Regions from separate parts of the Mus musculus genome. Here regions 1, 2, 4 and 5 are each linked to region 3. A link is a contact called in public Hi-C and promoter capture Hi-C data. All regions are on one chromosome and are shown on one strand. The core of a region is the stretch at or near the end of the contact, and the rest is flanking DNA. Distances in the headings are between cores, read along the strand shown. Region 1 holds the start of Nudc (nudC nuclear distribution protein). Region 2 holds the start of Gpn2 (GPN-loop GTPase 2). Region 3 holds the start of Ldlrap1 (low density lipoprotein receptor adaptor protein 1). Region 4 holds the start of Zdhhc18 (zinc finger, DHHC domain containing 18). Region 5 holds the start of Eloa (elongin A).

Region 1 (2,734 bases), core at 37-2,536, 1.2 Mb before region 3:
TCAACCCTAAAAACCCAGATACTGGTGGCAGGAATAAACTGGCCCCTTAAAACTGTCCTGTCACAAACACTACTACTACTACTAATAATAATAATAATAATAATAATAATAATAAATTTCTTTGGTTTTGTTTTTTTTCTGAGACAAGGCTTCTCCGTGTAGCCCAAGCTGTACTAGAACCCATTCTGTAGACTAGGCTGGCCTCAAATTCAAAGATCCACCTGCCTCTGGCTCCTGAGTGCTGGGATTAAAGCAACACCCGGCTCCAAATAATTTTTTAAAGCAAGAAACCCTCAACAAATTCCCCAAATGCAAAGCCTAGTCTCTTCCGTGTCTGCATCCCCAGGACCCAGTCTTATTATGTGTCTGGTACACGACAATGACAAGTACTTAGGTGCTAGGCAGGGTGGCCCATATCCAAGTTCCCGCACTCTGAAGACAGAGGAAGAATAACCCTGATTTGGAAGTCACTTGGTCTATATAGCAAGTTCTGCGTAAGCCAGGGATATAGAGCAAGACCCTGACTCAAGAAAAAAAAACAACAGGAACTGATATTCCTAAGCTTCACCTCACAGACGAGGTAACTGAGGATAAACCAGGAGGGAGCTTAACCTACAGGTCTCCGGCTCACTTCCTCAGTCAGTATACTTTCAAGTATAAAGAGACCACGTGCTAACCGCCCCCCCGGGCTCTCACTACCCTACACAGTATTGATAGGCAGGCTCCACTTTGGGTAAGATGCAGATCATATCGAGAAGAGTCGGCCCAGAGATGCTCTAAAGAGTAACCACCATTAGGGATGCTCTACACAGTAACCATTAAAATGAAAGCAGAAACACCCGTGGAGCGCAGAGTGGGTGCGGAAGCTCTGGGGTCACTCTGGGACAACGAAAACTGCTCTTGGGGGCTAAGTGCAGGGCGCTGACGGCGTTGGAGCGAGACTTCACTCGCGGGCTGGGCAGACCGGAAGCTGGGACGCGGGGACCCGGGGACCCGCGCGGCCGGGGTGGGGGAGGTCTCGGCCGACCGCGGAGAAGGGCTGCGGCGCGGGCCACGTCGTTTACCTCCTGCACGCCGCCCTCGTGCTGCTGCGCCATGGCCAGCAGCATGCCGTCGAAGCGCTCCTCCTCCTGCTCCCCTCCCATCGTGCTGCGCCCCGAGCTCCGCACTCGCGTTCTGCGATGCCCGCGCTCCCCACGGTTCGCGCGGGCCCAACGGCTCCCCTCGCTAGCCTTCCGCAGCGGAGCCGGAAACACGCAGGAGCCGCCCGGCCGTGCGGGTTCGCCCTTCCCGGCTTTCTTCCCGCCTCCCCGCCCATCGGTGCCCATTGAGCTCCCGGAACACAACCCGCTTCTCTGGCCATTGGCTAAGCCGAGGAGCAAATCAACAGTCGCGGTCCCAAGGCAGTGGGCGGGGCTCGCTGCCGCAGAGTTTGGCTTGAGTTGCTATGGTCACCAGATACCTGGGAGCTTTCTAGAAAGCTCTGAGCTCACATCTTAATAGGGCTGGAAGTTTTGATCAAGTGATACTGTTAGCCTTCTCCTCCTACAAGCCGCAGTTAAGACTCAGGAAGAAAGCACTCACCAAAGGGTCAACCTACTAGACGTTTAAGAAAAGAGCACAAAACTGTAGTTTGAGTAGAACAGTTTTACAAACTGTTTGCACTAGGATTAATGCTCTTTCATTACTGTCTGAAAATCCTTAGTTTTTCTGTTTTTTTGTTTGTTTGTTTTGTCGTTGCTGTTGACGGCAGAGGTGATGGCTTGTTTTGTTTTGTTGAGACATGCCCCGTGTATCCAAGGCAAAGACAAACTTGTGTTCCTGGCCTGCCTGCCTTCACTTCCAAGCACTGAGATTGCATGCAGGCTTGTATAGCCTGAAGATTCCCCACCGCCGGCGCGTACATTTATTTATTACTTTGTAAACCTGAGAGTGCTATACTGTTACAAGATTATTACATTAACTTTTCCAGAGAGCCTGGCTATCTCACACCTTGGAATAGGAACTCTTAAGGGTTGAACGTCACTCCCAAAGAGCAGGTTCCTTCTATCAGATTGAGGTCTCTGAGAGCTGGTCTGGGTCATCTCCATGTTAGAAGCTGTGCTGATTAATTTTATATCAACTTGACATTAGAGTCAGCAGAGAGGAGGGTGCCACAATTGAGAAAATGCATCCTTAAGATCCTTCTGTAGGCAAACCTGTAGGGTGTTTTCTTAATTAGTGATTGATGGAGAAGGTCAGCCCACAGTGGGTGGGGCTATCTGTGGGCTAGTGGTCTTGAGTTCTATAAGGAAGCAACACCTTCTATGATCTCTGCATCAGCTCCTGCCTCCAGGTTCCTACCCTGTTTGAGTTTCTATTCTTACTTTCTTCAAAGATGGACTAATATGTGGAAATGTAAGCCAAATAAACCTTTTTCTCCCCAATCTGTTTTTGGTCATAGTATTTCATCACAGCAAAAGAAACCCTAGTACAAGCCAGGCAGTGGTGGCAGGTGCCTTTAATCCCAGCACTTGGGAGGCAGAGACAGGTGGATTTCTGAGTTCGAGGCCAGCCTGGTCTACAGAGTGAGTTCCAGGACAGCCAGGGCTATACAGAGAAACCCTGTCTCAAAAAAAAAGAAAAGAAAAAAGAAAAGAAGGAGGAGGAGAAGAAAAAGAAAAGAAAAGAAAAAAGAAGAGAAGAGAAGAGAAGAGAGAGAAGAGAAGAGAAGAGAAGAGAAGAGAAGAGAAGA
Region 2 (2,704 bases), core at 37-2,536, 1.2 Mb before region 3:
CCTAGATGCAAGCGCGGCTTGGGGTGAGTGCACCTGAGGGGCTCCCTAGGCCATTGTCCAGCTGTGCTGCTGTCTGCTTTCCCTCTTGCCATTGTTTTGAGGTGGGTGTGGGCCCCTCTAAATGAACAGCTTCACAGCAGGTGTAGAAATAGATGACACTGTCCTTATTTTCATTTTAAACCCAATCCTACAACTTAAAGGATCACGGGGCCCTCAGGGAAGTCATTTCCTCAAGTCTGGGTTTTGGCTTCATAAGGGAGTCTGTTGTGGAAATGAAAATTCCCAGGTCCCTGATAGTTGACACTCCTCTCCAGAGGCTGGAGAGCAGAATTTGGAGACAATGCTTTGTCTTTGGTGCTGGAGGTGTGGCTCAGGAGTGAGTGTGTCCTTGCCCCGGGTTCTTGTGCTATGAGCATGAGACCGCTCTGATAGAACAAACCAGATATGTAGTAATTACTTCCTGTCTCTTGCTAACCTCTTTACTGGGCTTTGAAGAGAGCAGCCTTCTCACCAAGAGCTCTGTTTTATCCAGATACCATGGAGAGAAGTTACAGCCATTTAGGCAACTGAAGAGGCCCCGTCGAACTGGCTTGGGGCTCATTTCCACCATCTATGATGAGCCTCTGCCCCAAGACCAGGGGGAGACCTTGCTCCGGCGCCAGCCACCCACCAGCATGAAGTTTCGGACAGATATGACTTTTGTGAAGGGTTCTAGCTGTGCCTTGGACAGACCTGAGCCCGAGTGAGCCTATGTCCTTGGTCAGGATCACTCTGCGGCAGGGACTTAGCCCTCTGCCTGGATCTTGCCCTGTGGACCTGAGAAGCAGCCCAGAGCCTGGGAGCAGCCCTGAGCATGCCCAGTTTCTCTACCTCAAAGATGATATCACCAAAAGCCCCTCCGTCTCCTGGGGTGTTTGTGCCTAAAGGCCTTCCCTTGGTCTCCAGGCCCTAGTGCTTGTTTGGGTTTGCCCAGAACAGTGAAGATCTGGACTGCCTGTGGCACCGTCCAGTCGGGTTTGAGGGTTGTCTGAAGAGCTCCGTGAAGCTGGGAAAGGGGACCAGAGAATTGATCCAGAGAGCGTCGCGGTCCCTTACCACGTCTACCCTCTGCCTAGAGACGGATCGGTGCGAGAATAAACCAGTTTACCCGGCATGGAGATCTGCCTTAGTGAAGCCTGGGGAAATCTTAAAACCGGAGGTGTGCGGTTGCGTGACCACAGCCTATGCCGTGGCCGTGTGGGTGGGACTTCCTCTCCAGACAAGTTCCGGCGGAATCCGGAAGTCGGAACTTTTCCCTTCCTTGCCGGGTAGTTTGTTCGTTTTTCTGCTTGAGTTTACTTGGTGAGGCGCCCGTGGGCTGCCAGCTCCACCCATGGCGGGGGCCGCCCCGACTACGGCCTTCGGGCAGGCAGTGATCGGGCCCCCGGGCTCGGGGAAGACCACGTACTGCCTGGGCATGAGTGAGTTCCTGCGCGCTCTGGGGCGGCGCGTGGCGGTGGTGAACCTGGACCCCGCTAACGACGGACTGCCTTACGAGTGTGCGGTGGACGTGGGCGAGCTGGTGGGGCTGGGCGACGTGATGGACGCGCTGCGCCTGGGGCCCAACGGTGGCCTGCTCTACTGCATGGAGTACCTGGAAGCCAACCTGGACTGGCTGCGCGCCAAGCTGGAGCCCCTGCGAGGCCACTACTTTCTCTTCGACTGCCCCGGCCAGGTGGAGCTCTGCACGCACCACACCGCCCTACGCAGCATCTTCTCCCAAATGGCCCAGTGGGACCTCAGGGTGTGTCTCGGGTCGGGCAGAAGGAATCCCTGAGACCGGGAGGCGGATAGGTGCCACGCCCCCAAGTTACATTGGGAGATAGCGGCTGAGTTAAGTTTGAAGCAGAACTAAAGCCTCTGAGATAGAATTTTAGCTCGGCCCCAACTCATTTCATGGTCTTGGAAAGTCCTTTCACTCAGTTTTGTCATCTCTAAAATGAATGTGACAGTTCCCAATTTTAAAAACAGTGGAAGTGACTACACAGAAAGTGGCTTAGTGATTGGTTAGTTGGTGTTCAGAAGTGTGATGAAAGAGTAGAGAGGTAGGTGCAGTGTGATTTGAACCCTTTGTCCACTGCAGGAACTGTGCAAGAGACCTTGGAAGAGGTGTTGGAGATTAGCTCAGTGGTAGAGAACTTGTCTAACAAGCAGAGGCCACAGTCCCTGGGTTTGGTCCCCAGAATAGTAGGAAGGACAAAATGGTAAAATTGCCCCCTATCTTCTTGGAGGAGGACATGATGTTATTAAATTTAAATTAAGTTGCCTGGCGGTGGTGGTGCACGCCTTTAATCCCAGCATTTGGGAGGCAGAGGCAGGCTGATTTCTGAGTTCGAGGCCAGCCTGGTCTACAGAGTGAGTTCTAGGACAGCCAGGACTACACGGAGAAACCCTGTCTTGGAAAAAAAAAATTAAGAACAAGAGGCAGGAAAATATCTCAGGCCTGTAACCCCAGCAATGTGGTGTGGAGGCAGAAAGAGTTCTGGGCCATCAAGCCCTGTCTCAAGCAGGCACATGAACAGGAAATAGAACAGTACTAAGGAAGGAATAGAACAGTACTAAGGAAGGAATAAAACAGTACTAAGGAAGGAATAGAACAGTACTAAGGAAGGAATAGAACAGTACTAAGGAAGGAATAGAACAGTACTAAGGAAGGAATAGAACA
Region 3 (2,700 bases), core at 196-2,695:
CTACCAAACACAACACACACATCCCCAGCCCCGCAGGAATTTTATCCCTATTTTCCAGGATAGGAAACAGAATCACTAAGAACAAGTGATCGGCCTTAAGGCTGGAGCTGGAAGGGAAACTTCTCACCATCCAAAATGTACCCTGATGCCCTAGATTCATCCCCTGCTTCCTGGCTCCCTCCCCTTCAGACCTCTTCCCCACCCACCCTTCTCTCTCTTGTCCCAGTAGAAAAACCACAGGGTTCGTCCACTGGAAGAGAAGGTCACACTCAGAAGCCCTGGTCACATCCCACGAATTTTTGAAGGGCTATTTTGGTAGTTAAGTGTGGAAGTCAGTACATGCCCTGCCCAAGGGGCCTCTGACCCCACCCCCGCCAGTAGGCACCAGCACGCGTTCCCGATGCCAGTCAGGGCTAGGAGGAGCCCACAACTGGAACACCACAGTGGGAATGAGGAGGGGCAGGGCGGGCTCCCGAGGCCCAGACACGCTGGCGCTCCAGGGACTAGGAAACTCGGGCTCCCCTGGTGGAGCCCGGCAAGGGAAGGTGCTGACGAGAAGCTGGGGGCGGGGAGGGGGTACTGTTAGTGGGAGAGGTGGGGGGCCCCAGGTAGGTGGCAGGTGAGGGTGTGCCGCGAGCCCGGGTACTTTGGCTTCACATCAGAAAGGGAAGGCCTGGGTGATCATCCCACGCGAATGAAAAGGGAGGAGGGACCTAAGCTAGGTTTCTCAGGCCTCGGGGGAGGGTGCCAGGTGACGGCTCTCCGAAAGTAACCCGAGAGGTGGCTGGGGGAGGCTCCTCTCCACCCTTCCAGACTCCCGGGAGAAATGGCAGCGAGTCTGAGTCTGCCTTTTGCCTAGGTGCCCAGGGACTCGGACCAGCCCCCAAGGAAAAGTACGGAGGAAAACAGGGTTTGTAAATAGCCTGGGCTCCAGCCTCGCCACCTGGACGCGTCCAGAGGGGAGGAAGCGGGACCCTGAATGGCACCCGGGCTGGGATCGCCCCTCGAGGCAGGGACCTGCGAAACTCCAGCGTCCAGAGGGGACCCTGTAGGTTGTGCTGGAGTGGGTAGAGAGGCTCTAGACGTCCCCTTCGCGCCACACCTGGGGACCCCGAGTTAAGCCTGATCCCTGTCGACCTGCCCCAGACGTGCAGCCGGACATGACCCCCGGCCCCGCCGCGCGGGGCGGGACGAAGCCACCCAGTCCACCTTGGCCCGGAGCTCGGCGGAGGCCCGACCCGGGGCGCATACACTCACTGCGGTGCCGGCCGCCCGCCCAGCTCTGCTTGGCCAGACTGGGGCTCCGGATTAGCGCGCGCCCCGCCGACTTGAGCGCGTCCATGGCCCGCTCCGGTTGTCGCCGCCGCCACTGACGCCGCTACCGCCGCCAAAACTCCTCCAGGAAAACTTTCCGCCGGGCCAGGCGGCGCGCGCCCGCTGCGCTCCTCCCCCGCCCTCCCCGCGACGTCTAGGGGCGGGGCCGGAGGGGCTACGCCCACCGCCACGCCCCTAGAGCGCAACCCCGCCCTTCCCGGACCTGGACCGGCTCCGAGGCTGCACGCGCGGTGTTCCTAAACTCAGAACCCACCAAGGCTCCCAGCCCAGCGCCTTTCCCCGTTCTCTAGCTACGGGATCCCATGGCCTTCTAGATAGCTCAGCTAAAAGGCACCTGGATACCGTTTCACCGATGGGAAGAGTGAAAGGTAGAACGATAAGGGTCTTGTTCAAAAATAAGAGAAAGAAAAAAACGATAGATGGGAAGGAGAGGGTCGAGTGGATAAAGGCACTTGCCGCCAAGCTTGACAATGATCCCGGAGACAACACGGTAGAAGAAGAGAATCAACTCCTGCAAATTGTCCTCTGACCTCCTGGCGCTAACAGTGGCACCTCCCCCATTGCTTACATACACAAAATAAATGTAAATAATTAAATAAATATGAGTGAGGGGCGCACCAAAGCAATGGGAGTCTTTGAACGAGGGAATGAAGGCCGCGAATTTTGCTGGGAAGGATCGGGAGTGTATTGGTAGATGCCCTTAGCAGCTTTCTTAGCTGTCCTCTGCCCCCACAGTCTCAGGGACATTGCAACCTTAGACGCAGACTCAGGCATGCTGTGTGACCCAGGCTGTCCTTCCCTGCTCTGAGTCATGATATCTGTCAAATGAAGCGTGATCCTATCTGTAGTGCACCCACCGGCCTGTCTGGGCAGGCCCTCGGTGTGTAGCCTTGCTCTAGCCTGTTTCCAAGGCAGCACCTGCTCCAGCCCCAGGAAGCTGGTAATTTAACTCTAGAGCCAGGAGCGATGGCTCAGACCGGTAATCATAGCGCTCATGGAGCTGAAGCAGGAGGATTCCTGCAAGTTCCAAGGCATCCTGGGGTATAGAGTGAAACTTTGTCTCAGAAAACCCAAATAACAAAGAATTCTAACTATTAAAAAAAAACCAAGAAAACAAAACAAAAAACCAAAAAACCCGCTAACCCTTGGTTCAGACTGTGCCCAAAGGAGTCTGGCGTTCACTACCTGGCTTCCAGAAGCTGGGCTTCAGCAGCGCAGCTGTGACCTCTGGCTAGTTTCAGAAGCCAGCAGATCTCTTCTGGCTGGGAGACACACATGCTGTGTGCTCTAGCTGCCCAAGGAGGCCTGGCTCACATTCCACTCTTTCTAAACCTCCTGTCTGTTCCAAGTGCTCCGCCTGAGTGG
Region 4 (2,742 bases), core at 153-2,652, 1.1 Mb before region 3:
TGGGTACTATTAAAGTCCCCATTCTACAGGTGAGGGCACTGAGGTTTGGAAACGTAAAATGACTGCCTGCAGGCCACACAATTAGTGGGAGGTGGAGCTGGGACTGGAGCCAGAGATGGAGTTCTTAACCATAATGAATAATAAAAGAAACCAATAGGAAGAAGTAGGAGGGAAAGGTGGGACTCACCCCGGGTGCGTTCAAGTGGGGGTGTATGTGCCCTCAAGGAGTCACAGGGCAAGTGACTCCAGCTAGAGGCTGAGGGTGGGTGGAAACTTTGGATGCATGAGTGGCCCGAGAAAACTATAAGCAGCCACTCCTCCATCCTTCAGTCCTAAAACGGAGCTACAGTGTAGGCCAACCCTAGGTCACTGGGAAAAGGTCAGAAGCCCATAGGGGCAAATAAGACAGGCCGTGTGAAAGCACTCAGGTCTCTTTCCTGAAAAGGATCTTGATGCCGCCCGCTGTCCCGGTGGTGGACCGCCACCGAGGGATGCAGAGTGTCCGGAGGGGAAAGAGACAGGGCAGGGTGGGAGACACCTAGAGGACTAGGGAGCTAAGAGAGCGTCGGGAAGAAGCTTTGGAGAAACTAAGGAAAGTGCTGGAGAGAGAAGGGCCTGTCTGAGAGGCCCAGAGATGCTTTAGGGAGGACTGCCTCCGGGCCTAGGGTGACCATGACTGAGGGAAAGCGGGTGTGGGAGCCAGGACCCTGTAGAACCTTGGAGGGACTTGAGAGGACGCCTAGAAAAATTCATGGTAGGGTGTCCACAGCCAAAGGACACAAAAACTTACTTGTCTGAGGACAGGAATGAAAGACGCCTAGAAGGGTCAGAAAGAGCCTGGGATAGGCAAGAACCAGCCAGTGAGTGACCGCAGGTGGACCTGAGGGACCCGGCAAAAGCTGGTGACCCGGGCGGGGCACCCAAGGTCCGGGTGGCGAGAAGGGGTTCCGGGGTTCCGGGGCGGCGGGCGGAGGCCCGAGGGCTCACGGATGCGGGCGGGGAAGGAGCGGCGGCCGGGGACGCAGTGCCGGGGTGGGGGTGGGCGAACTCACTCGAAGACGAAGAAGAGGATGGTGGTGCTGAGGATGAGCAGCAGCGTGAGCGCGAAGACGCCGCCGTGGCCGGCCAGCATGAGCCGGCCTCCGCAGTAGAAGCGGTTGCGGCCCGGGAACACCTCCCACTTACGCCGGGGCCGGCGGCCCAGGCTCCCGCTGCCGCTGCCGCTGCCGCTCCAGCGCGGCGCGCCAGGCGCGGGCCCGGGGCTTGGAGCAGGGGGCGCGGCGGGGCCGGGGCGACGCGCCCCGGGGGAGGCGGGCGGCGGGGCGGCCCCGGGGCTTATCTGCTGGTACTCGCAGTCCTTCATGCGGCCGGCCGCGGGCCTCGGCTCCGCGCCCGGCCGCTCCGGGACCGGGCCGAGCAGCGGAGGTGGCGGCGGCGCGCGCGGCGCTGGCGGGCGGGCAGGCAGGCTCGCTCGGGTTGGCCTCTCCGCTGCCGCCCCGCCCCCGGCTCGCTCCGCAGCGCCTCCTGCGCCCAGCCCGGGCTCTGCAGATGCGGCCTCCAGGGCTCCCTCAGCTGCCGGTGCTCTCAGACCCTGCCTTAGGAGTCAGAGATTCAGGGGACAGCTCAGGCACTCCAGGCTCGCCCACCTCTGAGGGCAAGCTGGTAAGGGTGCTTTGAAAGTTCCGAGTGTCTAAAGGGGTGTGAGTGAAATATCCTTTAGTCTTTCCCTCCCTGCTGTCCTAGGTTCAACCCTGGGTTCTAGATAATCCCCAAATGGAGATCATGCCTAAGGGCCCCAAACTTTTTTCAGGTGGGTGTTTTCACAACAGACCTAACCAACCAGGAACTGGGGTGGGCTAACTCCTGGTGACTGAGACAAGTAGGGTTCAAGGACCTTCAGGCCAAGGTCCAAGGTGAATTTGCAACGAGCTGGGCTACAAGTGAGTCCCTGTTTCAGCTGAAAACACACACACACACGCGCACACTATATTTTCTAGGACTCAGGTCGGAAGTCCAGAAATATTTTAGCAAATTCTTTTACATGCATCACCCCCAAAGCTCATAGGGCTAAATCAGGCAGTCTTATCTGGAGCAAATGGGGTCCAGCCTCCTTGCAAACCATTCAAGTTGATGGTGGAACTTATTTCTCGTGATGTGACTGGAGGCCTGGGAGTTTTGCTGAAACTCCACCCAAAGTTACTAGAGCTCATTGCAGTGGCTCACCAGCGAGGTTTCTCTGAAGGACTTGTGCACTTCCTGAACCTGACAAGGAGAGTTTAGCATCCATTTGTGAAAACAGGGATTGCTAGCTGGCTATGGTGGCCCACGCCTTTACTCCCAGCACTTGGGAGGCAGAGGCAGGCGAATTTCTAAGTTCGAGGCCAGCCAGGTCTACAGAGTGAGTTCCAGAACAGCCAGGGCTACACAGAGAAACCCTGTCTCGAAAAACAAAACAAAAGAACAGGGATTGTTTTGCTTTTGGGATACTTGAGTATCCCACCCAGGACCTCACCAGCTGGGCAACCCCTGTCTCTAGCACTGAGCTGCTCCACCTGCCCTAAGACAGATCATTTGTGTTTGTGTGACTGAACGTGCACGTGGGGAGACCGAGAGGGCAGGCCTACGTATGCATGGAGGCCTGAAGAAGGTCTCAGATCCTTCAGAGCCGAAGTTCACTGTAAGATACCTAAATGGTTAGGTAGATGCTGGGGTCTGAACTGGGGCACCCATGATTGTTCGGCA
Region 5 (2,700 bases), core at 46-2,545, 1.3 Mb after region 3:
GGTGGTTACTTTAAGGTCAGTCACAAATCTTATAGTGTTCAGAAAGACAATCTGGGACTTGGAAATAATGACCATTTATTAGATGCCCACAAAGGGTTATTGTAAAAAGAACTTGTAAATATGTCTGACCAAAGGTCCCCAAGGCCTCCAAAGAAAGTAAAACACAAGACAATTGAAACATTTACGTTTTCGCTGACTTATAACAACAGCTTCTGAAGAAGTGTATCTCTGAGCTAAAGGAGGGTAGTTAAAAAGTGGCCCGGAGGTTGAGAGGTAGTGACCCAACTAGGAACAAGAAGAGTGAATGGGGTCCCTGACTGGAAATTCTGATGGTGATTAACACTTATAAAGAGCACTTGGGTCTAGCTGGTATTTCAGGAAGAAACTAGAGAAGGGACAGGTCGAGCAGAGAACTCCTCCAAAGTCCCGAGCTGGTGCTGGCTAGGAACCTAGATTGCATGTGTAAGTCCGCTCGCTGTCTCCCTCCACCACTTCCTCTTCCACTCAGCTCGCTGGACACTTCACCTTTTAGGAACCTCAGGCCCAGGCTAGAATGCTGACAAGCCATGTCACACCCTTTGGTGTTTTCGGCTAGAGACTACAGTGAAAACGATTCTAATTCCCACCATACCCTCTTCGTAGAGCTCAGAGAAGCCTAGACACCCGGGGGACCGCGAGGGGATACAATGTATTTAAAAAGTAACAGTTTCTAAAAAGGAGCAACAAAGTAGTTAAGTGCAATTAAACATGGTTGCTCATCACAGCCTGGTCCCACCTTCCAGTATGTCAGAGCGGAGTTAACACGCTCACGCCCTCATCCAGGACCCGAGCTCCAGGAGCAGAGCTCGAAAAACCCCAAGGCGTTCCCCGTTTTCTCGGCTAAAGGGCAGGGTACAGCACAGGGGTCCTCGAGCCGCAGGACCCCCAAGCAGCGGACGGAGTCGCTCGGCTGCAACGGGGAAACAGCTGGCGCGGCTGCCCGAACCCCGGGGAGAGCCGCAAGGCCCGGCCGCCCCTCCAGTCCTCAGCCCCCAGCCGGGGTGCGCCCGCCGGCCGCGAACTCCCCACTGCCCCGCGCCGCTCCGTGGGGCCTGGCTCCGGGTCGGAGGAGAACCCCACTGCGCCCTGCCCGCGACCGTTACAGGGCCCGCGCCGCGCCCAACGCCCGCCCGCGCCGCCCGCCCGCCCGCCGCTCACCTTCTTGGGGTCCGGGTTCGCAGCCAGGCGCGCCTGGAGCTTCTCCACAACTTGGAGCGCCGACTCCGCCGCCATCGCTGTCACTGGCGCGGCCTCCTCGCCGGAACTGGGCTCGCGTCGCGTCCTCGGGCCGCAACTCCGCCCTCCGTGAGGGCCCGGCGGAGACGGAAGCGCGAATGGTCCCTTCCGGGCCTCCGCTGGGGGTGTGTGTATGTGTGGAAGGCCTCAGGACCCGCCCCCGCGCCAGACCACGCCCACTATATCACGGCGATCTGTCGAATACAGCACAGGTCACGCCCCCGACACGCCCAACCCAGAGCCACGCAACCAGCCACGCCCCCAAGCCTGTATTCTGCAAGCCAAACTCTGGCTTTAACTCTCACGCACCGCCTTTCCAGTCATACGCTCGTTTTCGCCTAAGGGTGGGTGGAGTCAGTGATCAGGGTCCGACGCGGCTCCAGGGACCCTTGGAGTGGAAGGAAAGAACTGACTCAGGTAAATTATCTGACTTCCACCTGCAAGCTGTGACACACCCTCGCAATAAAAGAAATCGTGTAATTTTAAAGTAACTTAACGGTATTGTAATTTTGGGAAAGCAATCCAGGCTGTCTGGTTTCAAGGCAATTTGAAACACTAGAAATAAAAATAATAACACATTATTAACCACCTTGTCTGCAAAATCAGAGAGCAGCCCCTTTTATTAGACTGTTCATGTGACATTCTTTTCTTTTCTTTCTTTCTTTCCTTTCTTTCTTTCTCTCTTTCTTTTTATTTCTTTTCTCAAAAAGGATTTCTATGTGTAGCCTTGGAGGTCCTGGAACTCACTCTGTAGACGAAGCTAGCCTTAAACTCACAGAGATCCACCTGCCTCTACGTCCTAAGGGCCAGGATTAAAGTTGTATGCCACCACCACCTGGCTCCATTTAAAAATAAATTAAATCATAATGAATAAAAAGTCATAATATATTAAAAACCAAACTGAACTACATGAGATTCTGTCAGAAAAGAGCCGCTGGGCGTGGTGGTGCACGCCTTTAATCCCAGCACTCGGGAGGTAGAGGCAGGAGGATTTCTGAGTTCAAGGCCAGCCTGGTCTACAAAGTGAATTCCAGGACAGCCAGGGCTATACAGAGAAACCCTGTCTCGAAAAACCAAAAAAGAAAAAAAGAAAAGAAAAGAGCCAGGCAGTGGTGATGCATGCCTTTAATCCCAGCACTTGGGAGGCAGAGGCAGGTGGATTTCTGAGTTCAAGGCCAGCCTGGTCTACAGAGGGAGTTCCAGGACAACCAGAGTTACACAGAGAAACCCTGTCTCAAAAAACCTGTATATCCCTGGCTGTCCTGGAACTCACTTTGTAGACCAGGCTGGCCTTGAACTCAGAAATCCACCTGCCTCTGCCTCCCAAGTGCTGGGATTAAAGGTGAATGCCAAAAATAAATCTTTTAAATAAGAAAGAATAAATGTTGAGGCATTGTCTCAGTAGGTAGCCTTGGCTACCCTGGA

Evidence for each region. Promoter capture Hi-C pulls out the DNA fragments that hold promoters and counts their contacts. Hi-C and Micro-C count contacts between places; a contact is called where the count stands out from the background.
Region 1: a contact with region 3 is called in a promoter capture Hi-C map of liver, with 2.8 times the contacts expected there. The contact joins the promoter of Nudc here to the promoter of Ldlrap1 in region 3. A contact is called at or near these places in 2 of 39 promoter capture datasets (liver and pre-B cells).
Region 2: a promoter capture Hi-C map of liver shows a contact between it and region 3, with 2.4 times the contacts expected there. The contact joins the promoter of Gpn2 here to the promoter of Ldlrap1 in region 3. A contact is called at or near these places in 2 of 39 promoter capture datasets (liver and pre-B cells).
Region 4: a Hi-C map of B cells shows a contact between it and region 3, with 9 read pairs. The contact joins the promoter of Zdhhc18 here to the promoter of Ldlrap1 in region 3. A contact is called at or near these places in 3 of 39 promoter capture datasets (hippocampal neurons, liver and neutrophils) and 1 of 484 Hi-C or Micro-C datasets (B cells).
Region 5: a contact with region 3 is called in a Hi-C map of B cells, with 7 read pairs. The contact joins the promoter of Eloa here to the promoter of Ldlrap1 in region 3. A contact is called at or near these places in 1 of 39 promoter capture datasets (pre-B cells) and 1 of 484 Hi-C or Micro-C datasets (B cells).

Annotation. Positions count from the first base shown.
Region 1 is chr4:133,544,741-133,547,474 of GRCm38.p6, forward strand. It overlaps Nudc (nudC nuclear distribution protein), which reads right to left and starts at 1,287. Exons shown (of 8, transcript NM_010948.3): 1 at 1,065-1,287. The coding sequence starts at 1,145.
Region 2 is chr4:133,583,087-133,585,790 of GRCm38.p6, forward strand. It overlaps Gpn2 (GPN-loop GTPase 2), which reads left to right and starts at 1,287. Exons shown (of 5, transcript NM_133884.2): 1 at 1,287-1,783. The coding sequence starts at 1,373. It overlaps Gpatch3 (G patch domain containing 3), which reads left to right. Exons shown (of 7, transcript NM_172876.2): 6 at 1-23; 7 at 533-1,156. The coding sequence ends at 746.
Region 3 is chr4:134,766,559-134,769,258 of GRCm38.p6, forward strand. Ldlrap1 (low density lipoprotein receptor adaptor protein 1) reads right to left here and starts at 1,446. Exons shown (of 9, transcript NM_145554.2): 1 at 1,258-1,446. The coding sequence starts at 1,342.
Region 4 is chr4:133,632,027-133,634,768 of GRCm38.p6, forward strand. It overlaps Zdhhc18 (zinc finger, DHHC domain containing 18), which reads right to left and starts at 1,403. Exons shown (of 8, transcript NM_001017968.2): 1 at 1,053-1,403. The coding sequence starts at 1,363.
Region 5 is chr4:136,020,354-136,023,053 of GRCm38.p6, forward strand. Eloa (elongin A) reads right to left here and starts at 1,296. Exons shown (of 11, transcript NM_013736.4): 1 at 1,198-1,296. The coding sequence starts at 1,272.